Linked DNA regions of Mus musculus: regions 1 and 3 are each linked to region 2. A link is a contact called in public HiChIP or PLAC-seq data. All regions are on one chromosome and are shown on one strand. The core of a region is the stretch at or near the end of the contact, and the rest is flanking DNA. Distances in the headings are between cores, read along the strand shown. Region 1 holds the start of Nat8l (N-acetyltransferase 8-like). Region 2 holds the start of Fam193a (family with sequence homology 193, member A). Region 3 holds the start of Nelfa (negative elongation factor complex member A, Whsc2).

Evidence for each region. HiChIP or PLAC-seq counts read pairs in DNA pulled down with a chosen protein or histone mark.
Region 1: a contact with region 2 is called in an H3K4me3 HiChIP or PLAC-seq map of forebrain, with 7 times the contacts expected there. The contact joins the promoter of Nat8l here to the promoter of Fam193a in region 2. A contact is called at or near these places in 1 of 39 promoter capture datasets (hippocampal neurons), 2 of 484 Hi-C or Micro-C datasets (both in embryonic stem cells), 4 of 115 datasets of contacts at active chromatin or transcription factors (astrocytes, forebrain, pancreatic cancer cells and 1 more) and 1 of 9 other capture datasets (liver).
Region 3: a FOXA1 HiChIP or PLAC-seq map of pancreatic cancer cells shows a contact between it and region 2. The contact joins the promoter of Nelfa here to the promoter of Fam193a in region 2. A contact is called at or near these places in 1 of 39 promoter capture datasets (pre-B cells) and 2 of 115 datasets of contacts at active chromatin or transcription factors (astrocytes and pancreatic cancer cells).

The regions. Positions count from the first base shown.
Region 1 is chr5:33,994,551-33,998,031 of GRCm38.p6, reverse strand. It overlaps Nat8l (N-acetyltransferase 8-like), which reads right to left and starts at 2,048. Exons shown (of 3, transcript NM_001001985.3): 1 at 822-2,048. The coding sequence starts at 1,188.
Region 2 is chr5:34,367,730-34,371,337 of GRCm38.p6, reverse strand. Fam193a (family with sequence homology 193, member A) reads right to left here and starts at 1,405. Exons shown (of 21, transcript NM_001243123.1): 1 at 911-1,405. The coding sequence starts at 1,132.
Region 3 is chr5:33,934,030-33,937,812 of GRCm38.p6, reverse strand. It overlaps Nelfa (negative elongation factor complex member A, Whsc2), which reads left to right and starts at 1,542. Exons shown (of 11, transcript NM_011914.3): 1 at 1,542-1,787. The coding sequence starts at 1,578.

The sequences.
Region 1 (3,481 bases), core at 799-3,298, 370 kb after region 2:
TCAAAGAGCTGGACAGAGACACCAGGACACTGCCTATGCAAGCAGGTCATCCTGCGCCGGGCTGAGAAGGCACCCAACTAGAGCCCTCCCTGGGCAGCTTCAGAGCCCACTAGGCTGTCAGAGTCGGGCGACAAGCACCACACCGTTTCCAACTTCATTTGTGCTGTGGAGGAGGAAAAAAACGCACAAGAGCAAAAGTTGTCTCCTCCGAATGACCTTGGGTGAGTCGCCTCAAGCTCCTCATCTGCAGAATGGGATGGCATGGAATGGGAGGGGGTGTGCTTCAGACAGCAGAGGGTATCCTCCCTGTATCCCTGGCTCTGGCGAACAGTCTCCCTGGCTCCCCGCGGAGCTGGCTGTCTTCCCGTCATAAATTAGCACTTGAGCCTCAGGCGGCCTCCCCCGCCCAAAGATTATATATATAGTTGTCGCGCCGGGCCGCAGCTGCAGCGCTACCTGCCCTGTCACGCCGCCCCCACCCGGGATGCCCCGCGACGGAAAGAACGGGCGCCGCGGACTGAGTTGCCAACCCTGTGTTTCCCAGTCCGCAGCGCCCTGCACTCAGCCCGCGCTGGTTCCCACGCCCGGCCCAGGAGCCTTGGCCGAAAGCCCGGAGCGCTGCGCCGCTGGTGCAAGCGGGTCTCCTCCCAACCGGTCCAGCGTACCGACGCGGCACCGGGGCTCCGAGATGGGAACCCAGAAGGAAGGCAAAGAGAGTCAAGCGCGACGGTCCCCGGAGGGGTCCGCTGGACCCGCTGGAGCCGGGCCGGTGCGGGACTGCCGCAGCCCCGCCGGCCCCCCGCCCCCCGCGGCGCACTGACCGGCCAGCAGGGCGTAGAGCAGTTGGGTGCGCGGGTGCTGCCGCAGGCCGCGGAAAGCCGTGTTGGGGATGCGCTCCAAGATGCCGTCGTAGAAGATGCGGCGCGCCGCCTCCTGCTCGGCTGCGCGGAACTCGCGGATGCACACGCCGCGCCCCTCCGGCGGCCCCGCGCCCCCGGTGCCTCCGTGGGGCTGGGGACCTGCCGCGGGTGGGGGTGCGGCGGCCGGCCCGGGCGCGGCGGGCAGCGGGGGCCACATGGCTCCGGCGGCGACGAGCAGCGCGTCCTTCTTGGCCCCCGGCAGTGCCTCATGGTCCTCCGTAGCCACGATCTTCGTCTCGCAGACCATGTCGGGAGGCCCACAATGCATGCACCCGGCCGGGCGGCGCAGCGCGAGGACGCGAGCCGGCGGCAGCGGGCAGAGCCCGAGCCCAGGGCAAGGGCGCGGCGCCCTCGGACCCGCGGCGGCAGCGGCGGCGGCAGCGGCTCAGGGGCGCAGGGCGGAGGCGGCGGGCGGCCGGGGCGCGCGCAGGGAGCTGCGCCGCATTTTGGAGAAGTATTTATAATGCAGCGGCGCCGGTGCAGTCGCGGCGCCCGGGGTCCCGCAGGGTCCTAGCGTCCACTGCATTGGCTGCCGAGGGTCACCATGTGATCTCGGGGGTGGGAGCAGACGCCGCCTCTGCGCCCGCCCGATGGCACACTTGGGCTGCGTGGCTGGCGGACCGCGGGAGCACGGAGGGGCCGAACGGAGAGCGTGCGAGGAAGTGGTCCTCAGTGAACGACAGCAGGGACAGGGTGCTCAGAGAGGCGCTGCGTAAGGGGCTTGAGGCTCGCCAGGAGGTCGGAGAGTGATGGACGCCTCCTACCCCGCCCCTGAGCTCCCGCAAAGCTGCCGCTGCGCTCGGACCTGCGTTCCTGCAGCAAAGCGTCCTCTTCTTCCGCGGCCGCTGGCAGTAATCACGGAAGTGTCTCCATCTCCCACCCCTTTGTCTGTACGCGGCGCCCGGCCGAAGTCCTCGTGAGGGGCCCCGTGTTCCTTTGGCAGGCGCCCTCCGAGCCCGCGGCCGGGGCCGAACGGACTGAGAGAGTGAGGACGCGGCTGAAATGTGGTTTGATGCACGCGCTGCCTGACAGCCGAACCCCACCCCACTCCAATCTGACACCCGACCGTTCCCGGCAGCGGACCTGCGGAATTGCAGGACCCCTCCCGGCTCGGCCCCCGCCTTCCGCGGTCCGCGCATGCGCCCCGTGGCCTTGGTGCAGGTGCAGCGGGGGCTCGCTTCAGAGCCGCGGTCTCACAGTCCCCCGGAGCAAGACGTGCAGACGCAGCAGACAGGGCGCGCATGGAGTGGGGAATGCGTAGTGGCATATCCACTTTCCTAGGTCACGGGAATGGGCACCCCCAAAGCCGAATCATCCTCGTGCTCGCGGAGACCCTCTCCGGGCCGGAGGACCCTCAGTCTGCGTTATGCCGCACCATTGTTGGAGCCAGCAGAACGGCTAAGGTCACCTAGAGACTGAAGGGGCCTGTCTCGCAAATGGAACCTGGGAGTAGGGTAATCAAACAGCCAGGGTTGTCAGCACAAGGGGACTGAGAAGGAGAGGGTCAGGCTAGAGAGGATTTTCCTCACTGTTTTCGAGACACGGGGGCGGGGGAGTGGGACTTATCTGGGTCCCAGAGGCGACCTTCCTGGACACTGATGCTAAATCTCTCAATATTTCAAAGGAACTCACTGATAGTATCTGAACAGGCCGGGGCACCGACTAGCCACATTGACTTCTCCTGAGTCCCGAGGTTGGCTGGGTGGTCTGCAGGACCAGTGCCGGCCTGTAAGGGCTGAGGACAGTCAGGCAGAAGGGCCCCGAGGAAAGTGAGGCTGAGCATTGAGGACCCATCTGGTGGAGCCAAGAAGTTCTGACTCAGGACCCTAGGTTTGCGGGTCACTGAAGCCTGTAAGCCTTAGAAGCAACAAAATGGTCCGGTGCCTATAGGGTATCTCTCCACACCCCTGACCAGAGTTGCTCCTTCGTCTTTCTGCACCTCCGGGCCTAGGGGATTTGCAAGACTCACATCAGCGCGACCAGAATCCCCCTCAGTTCTGCAGAGCACCCATTCCCTGGTCTGCCTAACCATTCCTTCCATTGCCCCGGTCCTCCTATAATCATTTGCCCACCCCGCCCCCGCCCCCATGGCCATGATGGTGGCCTGCGCTATAACCAACACATCGGAACCGTCTGAAAGCGTGAAGGGGCCAAGACTGGAGCCCAGGGTCTTGGAGACTTAAAGATACTACCCTAGGAGTTGCGCAGACAGCAGGACAATCCATGGCCCTGTTTAGCCCTGTTCCTCCTTCCTGTCGTGGGGCGCCCTCTGCCGTTCTCCCTTAGGCCATTCCTGGGTGGCATCAAGGTCCTCTTTAATAAAGCAGCAGCCTAGAGCCACTCTACCTCTCCCGAGCTCCCCACGATGGCTTACACACTCCTCTGCCTGGGTGTGTAGGAAGACTCAGGAGACCCAGCTTGGCTTCCTCACATCCTGCAGCTGAATGCACCTTCCAGGAGCCTAGAAGTGCCTGCCTACAGCCTGGCAGGGGTAAAGACGTCTATCAAGATTTCAGAGACAGAGTGGGGACGGGTGCCCTGGACCCTACACCTGAACATTC
Region 2 (3,608 bases), core at 156-2,655:
AAAATCACAACCTCATTTTAAACTAGAGCTGTCCAGAGTCAAGAAAAAGGCCAAACTCTGGAAACTCAAACCCAAGGACAAACCCCAGATGCTAAACAAATGTAACAATACTCCGCGAAGAAAGCTCCCAAAGTTGCACCAAAACTGCAGAGAACACCGGGAACAAATAAGGAAAACTTAAGTATTTATCCATTACTGTACTTTCTTGCAACAACATGAGCATCAAAACCCATGCCCATCCCCAACAATTTTCTCAACTGCTCTCAATACATACTGTGCCAACACAATATTCCGAATCTCATTAAAAAAAAAAAAAATCTGCCTCATGACTTGGCACACAAATACCCCTTAAAGCTTTGGTTTCTTCACTGTGGATGTCTTTTTAAAAGAAGATAACTTGTTTTAGCAACCTTACAAGAACGCAACTTGAGAGAAACCCATAATCATTCGGTGGCCAATCCAATCTATAGAACCGATTATGCCAACTGCATCCCACGTACCAGCACTATCTTCTGAAACAGAATAAAAGAGACAGCGGTCCATCCACAGCATGCCTGCGTAAGTAAACCTGAAAAAATAGTTACCCCAACCCTTGCGACTATCCTCAGCTGACACTCCTGAGGAAAGAGACCCCGGCGGCTCCCGAGAGCTTACAGCAGCAGGCACAGAGGGCAAGACAGCCGCGCCCGTGGTGCGCCAGGCGGTACCCAGAAACTTCTAGGGGGCACTTTTCAAGGCCACAGTCGGTGTGCCTCGGGGGTCCCGCCGGCGCCGCCCTCCCTCCGCCGCGCTCGCGCCCGGGAGGAGCTGTCAGCTAGGCAGGCGCCGGCCCGTTATCCGCCGGCCGCGCCCGCCCGGCCGCTCGTGAGGGGGCGGCGGCCGCTCCCGCCCGCGGACCCCTGCTGCTTACCTCGAAGTAGCCTCCGGCGGCACCGCCCGCACCCGCGCCCAGAGGCCCGTGGGCCGCCGCGCCGCCCAGCAGGCCCGCCGCGCCGGGGCCCGGGGCCTGGGGGCCGCGCAGGGCCGCCGCCGAGCCGGCCTTGCCGCCCGAGCCGCCGCCACCCGAGCCACCGCCGCCGCCGCGCTTGTTCTTCCGGCGCTTGGCTCCGCGCTTAGCGTCGGCCGGGCTCATGGCGGGAGTGAGGGACGGAGGACGGCGGGCGGGGAAGGGGCGCGGGCGGGCGCCGGGCCGCGGGCGGCGGCGGCAGCGGCGGGCAGGCGGAGGCGGCGGCGGGCGCTGCGGCCGGCCGGGCGGGGGGCGCGGCGCGGGGTCTCCTCCCGGGCTGGGAGGGCGGGGCGGACGGGATCTGAGGGGCAGCTGCTGGCGAGAGCGACGCGAGTCCACCGGGCCCGGTGCCGCCGCTGACCAGAGTTAAGAGTCCAATATGGCGGACACAAGGGGAAAGGGATCCCAGTTTACGTCGGGGGAGGGGGGAAGCAGCGGCAGGGGGAGGGGCGCGGGCGGCCGCCCCCCGCACTCCGCCCTCCCGGGCGGCGCGCCCCTGGCCTGGGACCCCGCCCCCGACGCCACGCGCGAGGCATGCCGGGAGCTGTAGTTCCAGCCGCCCGCGGCTCCGCCCGGGCGTGTGGGGCGGGACCACGACTCCCGTAGGGCCACGCGCAGTTAGTCGTGCGGGGAGAGGGTGTGCCTAGGGTGACGTCCGGCGCCGCGTGGCCCTGTGGAATCTGTAGTCCGCGCACGGACGGAGCTGGAGGCGGGCGGGGTCCAAGAGGGTCTCGCAGTTCCAACTCTGGCGGTCTCTCAGTTCCTTTAGTACAGCCTCCTGCCAAAGACCCAAGCTCTTGCCCTGCTCGTAGTGGGCCCTGCTGACTTTGGCCCAGTCCAGGTTCGAGCGTGCCCCTTTCACCTGTCGCTGTGTGACCTTGGCCTATGCCAGGGCCAGTGGAAAGAGGGCCGGCATCCGCCGACTGGTAATTCACTGCATCTGCGCTGACAAGGCCTGCAGTAAGCAGGAGCCTGCCTCACTCCTTCCTCGCTTCTCTTTAAAGTCTCCATACTTAAAGGAGCGCTTCCTCAGGCCATCGCCCATGCTATTCATCACTTTCCATTCACCACATACCAGGAGGACTTTAGTTCAGGACAGAAGTCTGGACCACTACCTAGAAACCTTGTTCCTTGGCGCCCTGCTTATCGCCTATAGGTACAAGGACCCAAACCAAAGGTTTCCCGCAGTTCATACCTATTTTTGATTCCATCAGTGGAACCAAGTGCTATCTGTTGAGATTAGCATTGCGACATACAGACATGCGCTCCTGAACCATCTCCTATTACCTCCTAGTTAGTCATTCTGGCCCAATTCAGCAATTCTGACCCATTTTTCACCCCAAACCTGAGCAGCCCAATGTGATGAACCCCGTTTCAATGACTAACTTCCCAATAGAATGAAGGTCCCTCACCCAAACAGGTCTTGGATAGCTCTGATATTAAAGTGTAGTAGGATGCCAGGCTAAATCTCCCTCAGTACTCCATAGGTGGGCAGTGTCAGGACCGCCCCTTCCCTCCATTTCATCTAAGGAGTCCAGTTGAATGCCTCCCTACTTCCATAACCACTTTGCTTTCTTCTGTTCTTGGCACATTGGCATGGAGTTGAAATTTTTAAGTGTCATTAGTATCCTAGAGGGCACAGGATATAGAAGTGCTTGCCTCCACCATAATCCCAACCCCTTGCAGGCACAGGGCTGGGCATGCAGCACTCCAGTAATTGCTAGGTGAATGAATGACCATTTGTCCAGCAGTGCAGTCATTCTCTGTCAAATCTCCATTCACACATACACTCTCCTGAGAGGTGCTATTAGTCATAGTCTATGGATAAGAAACAGGTTTATAGGTGCTAAGGATGTTGCCCAAAGCCACTCTAGTTTTCAGAGGCAAGGCCCAGATTCTAGCTCAGGTATAACTTTGGGCACCAACATAAGTGTATGTACAAAGACACTTTGTTTCTAGAGCAAATGAATTCACAGAATCTCTAAGCTTCTATAAGGAGGCCGAAGAGGGTTTTTTTTGTTGTTGTTGTTTTTGGTTTGGTGTTTGTTTTGTTTGCTTGGTTGGGTGAGTTTTTGGTTTGGTTTTTCGGTTTTGCTTTTGTTTCAGTTTTTCAGACAGCATCTCACTGTATATTTCTGGCTGGCTTTGAACTTGATATGTAGACTATACTACTCAGAGATCCTCCTGCCTCTCAGCCTTCCATGTTCTGGGACTAAAAGTGTGTGCCACCACCAGCTTCGTTTTATTCTAACCACCTGGGAGAGCCATGGAAGGCTTTTAAGCAGGGAATGCCATGGAGATGCATACTTCGTTTTATATATTTTAATTAAATTTGAATAAGTGCTTGCTTGCCTGTATGTATATGTACCACATGTATACCTGAAGCCAACAGAAGGCAGAATATCATATACATAATATATAGTGTTTTATTATGTAATATATATGTTTATATTATATATTATACTTAAAATATGATTTATATGTGTAATATATAATAATACATATATGTGTGTGTGTGTGTAAAATGGCACATGCTTTTTATCCCAGTAGTCAAGAGGCTGAGGTAGGCAGATCTCTGTGAGTTTGAGACCACGCAGATCTA
Region 3 (3,783 bases), core at 293-2,792, 430 kb after region 2:
GGAGGGGATTGTGGTTTGTTAGTAGCGGTGCTCAAAGAAGAAACTAGATTCAGGGATCTCTCTCTCTCTCCTCCTCCTCTATCCTTCCTTCTCTATCTAATGATAGAGGGTGAAATGGATGGGAGGATGAAGGGTGGGAAAAAGAACCCACAAAGTAGCAAAAACCTACTTCAAGGATGAGCAACATTTTTTTTTTCCAAGACAGGGTTTCTCTGTGTAGCCCTGGATGTCCTGGAATTCACTCTGTAGACCCGGCTGGCCTCGAACTCAGAAATCCACCTACCTCTTCATCCCAAGTGCTGGGATTAAAGGTGTGTGCCACCACCACCAGGCAAGTCTGAGTAACTTAAAGTGTCAGGAAAGACCACTCCACTACAGCTGTCACCAAATGCTGGATACCTGAGGCTCCCAGTCCCTTGAATCAGGCAATTCCACAGTCTCTTCTGTCAATAGTTGTTAATATAACCATGGGAAGTGGCCTAGTGAGTCTTATGCCTTTCCAAGTTTCCTCAGGCTTGTACATTTAATTACCATGCTAAGTCTTAAGAGCTGCTCTCCCCTCTTCATGAAATATTTCAATTAGGAGAAAACAATTTACATTTAGTTATATATTTTCATTCTGTGGCTCAAAATGGACTCAAACCCTCCTATCTGAGCTCAAATTCCAGGAATTACAGACATGAACCACCACTCCCAGGATACTTAGTGTTTTAAGAGATTCGTTTCACTATTTTGCACAGGATGGCCTCTACCTCCTCGGCCCAACCGATCCTTTTCAATCTCCTAAATATCTGTGACCAGAGTCGTGCCCTACTGCCACTTTTGCTGACACTGCCTTGTGAGTGGCCTAGGGCTTTAATCCCAGTACTTGGGAGGCAGAGGTAAGTGGATCTCGGAATTTGAGGCCAGCTTGGTCTACAGAGTGAGTTCGAAGGATGGACAGAACTACACTGTCAAGTTCTGATAAAGAGAGACACTACAGGGTGAATTTAGGCTTCTCAGCAGCTGTGGAGGATCAGCCTTTGAAAGACCGTACTCTGAACTACTTTGCAATTGCCCTGATGATTAACCACAGCCATCGCGACCACATAACCATGGGAAATGGCCTAGTGACATCCCCGACACGGAACGGACCTGTATGCGGACCTGAGGCAGCACTGTATGCAGGACGGGCAAGGGCCATTCAAGACTGTCTGTGGAGAACGAGCCCAGCGCGCTCTCCGGACTCCTTCCAATGAGCCGCACACCGGGAAACCAAACTGTTGCGCCTCACTGCGGTACTCTGAGCGGAACATCTCGACGACACACGGATGCGACTCAAATGGCTACGGCATTGCCCGGCGCCCTAGTAGGTGCCGCCATCATGCGTTACGGAAACCCAGAGTTCTTTTCGCGGAGACTCACCGCCCACTCCCTGTTCTTGCGCCTCGGCTCGAAGCCTCCAGAAGGCGGGGCCATTTGCAGTTGCACTCGAGACCCCGCCCCGCGCCAACGGGTGCCGCCATGTTGGGGGTCCTCGCCGGGGACACGTAGGCGTCCGCGTAAGATGCCGGCCGACGCGCGCTGCCGCCGCCAAGATGGCTTCCATGAGGGAGAGTGACACCGGCCTGTGGCTGCACAACAAGCTGGGCGCCACGGACGAGCTGTGGGCGCCACCCAGCATCGCGTCCCTGCTCACCGCCGCGGTCATCGATAACATCCGCCTCTGCTTCCACCGCCTCTCCTCGGCCGTGAAGCTCAAGCTACTGCTCGGGACGCTGCATCTCCCGCGCCGCACCGTGGACGAGGTGAGGACGCGGGCCAGCCTCTCTCCGGCCGGAGCACCGCTCCTGCCTCCCGCCGGCTCCGGCGCCGCACCTTGCCCTTCTCCCGCCGGCCGCGCGCAGCTCCGTTTTGGCGCCGTTAGCCCCTACACCTTAGTACTTCCAGCCGCTGGGCGCTGTCGCGTTCGGGGGTCGTGGGGCCATGGCCACAACAGCCAGGCCCGCCCCTTCCGCAGTGCTGGATGCTTCAGCTCCGAAGCTACTCTTGGTTCGGGGCTGTTAGTGCAACTTTCCATGTGACTGCTGACCTTAATTTTGTTGCTTTTGCCTTACCAAATATCAGTCGGCTTGCGTTCATCTCTATTCTGTGGCGTTTTGTTTTGTTTTTGTTTTTTGAGACAGGGTTTCTCTGTATAGCTCTGGCTGTCCTGGAACTCACATTGTAGACCAGGCTGGCCTTGAACTCAGAAATCCGCCTGCCTCTGCCTCCTGGGATTAAAGGCGTGCGCCACCACGCCCGGCTATTCTGTGGCTTCTTTTCAGTGTACTCTTGTTCCACATTGCATCTCTCTAACTTATACTATGCTTTGCAAATACATACGCAAATAATATATGTATAGTTTCACTGTGTAGCCCAGGTTGATCTCATACTTGGTATCCTCCAGTCTCAATCTCTGGAGGTCTGGGCCACTACATCTGATAGCAGCTAAAAACACCGAGTTACCTTAGTTTTTAAACATTTCCAGTTATTGTATTATTTTTATATCATTAATTTTTATTGCTGCACTATACCATATACACAAAACTGCATATTTATTCGGTTTAAAAAATACTGAGAGCTAGCTAAATGACTCCTGTTATCTCCACACATGAAAACAAGGCTGGTCCCTCCAAAGCACCTCCATTCCTCTTTCCTGCAGGAGGCTTTTTTTTTTTTTTTTTGGTTTTATTTTGGCAGGGTTATCAATCGTGTGTGCATTCCTAGCACACACGAGTATTTGGGGTTTGCCTCATTTGAATTTAATACGGCAACAGGTTTCCACGTTATATTCATTTTCCGTGTGGTGTGGGTGTGTCTTCTGTTGGTAAACACCTGGACAGATTCATCCAAGTTGTTGCAGACAGTTTGATTTACTCCGAATTATGGGGTTCCATTCTTCAAGCAGACAGCAAATGGACGATTAGGTTGTGGCTGGTTTTTCTCATTCATTTTGTGTGTGTGTGTGTGTGTGTTTGTGTTTTTCTGTTTCATGTTTGTTCTGTTGTGACTGATACAATACATGTTCATGTGAACTCTAGAAGTAACATTGGAGGTGACAGTAGGATTATACCAGGTGGCCTTTCAAAATGGTTTTATTGAATTATACTCACTAAAACAAGTAGGTCAGGTATTTAGATATTAGTAGGATTGTTTGGTTGAACTTTGTACTATTTGCTTGTTCTGCTGCTTAGCTTTCTTTTTGTGTGTGAGTTACCCATTTTGACCCGGATTGTCTTTTCTTTTCCTGACTTGTTGCTTTGGAGGAATACTCTTTAATTGGTGCTCACCACTGTCCTAGTTCCCAGCTATGGCTTAGCTTTCTGAATGGCCTTGTTCAGGAAGTACTCCATTTTTGAGGTGAGGTGCCTGTGGTCTCCATGTGTCTGTCTGTCTGTCTGTCTGTTTCTCAGTGTGAAGCTGAGTTCAGTTTTACAGGTGGCTGTGATGGTCCAGCACCACCTGCAAATGGTTAGCTTTTCCGCCCTGCTGCTCCTGCCTTCTTTTTTTTTTTTTTTTTTTTTTTTGAGTCATTTGTGTGTCTTGCTGATAACCAGCCAAGCTACTTACTGTCCCTTTAGTGTGTTTTGATGTGTGACACACAGGGCAAACCCTTCACTTAATCTTCAGGAATGGCTTCAGCTTTTTTTGCAGCCCCTGGCACTTCTGTCTGTCAGTCTGTGTCTTAGTGTATGTGTATCATTTTCGTGTTTACATGTTCATTTATGTGTGAGGCCAGAGTTGCAGCTTAGGTGTCTACCT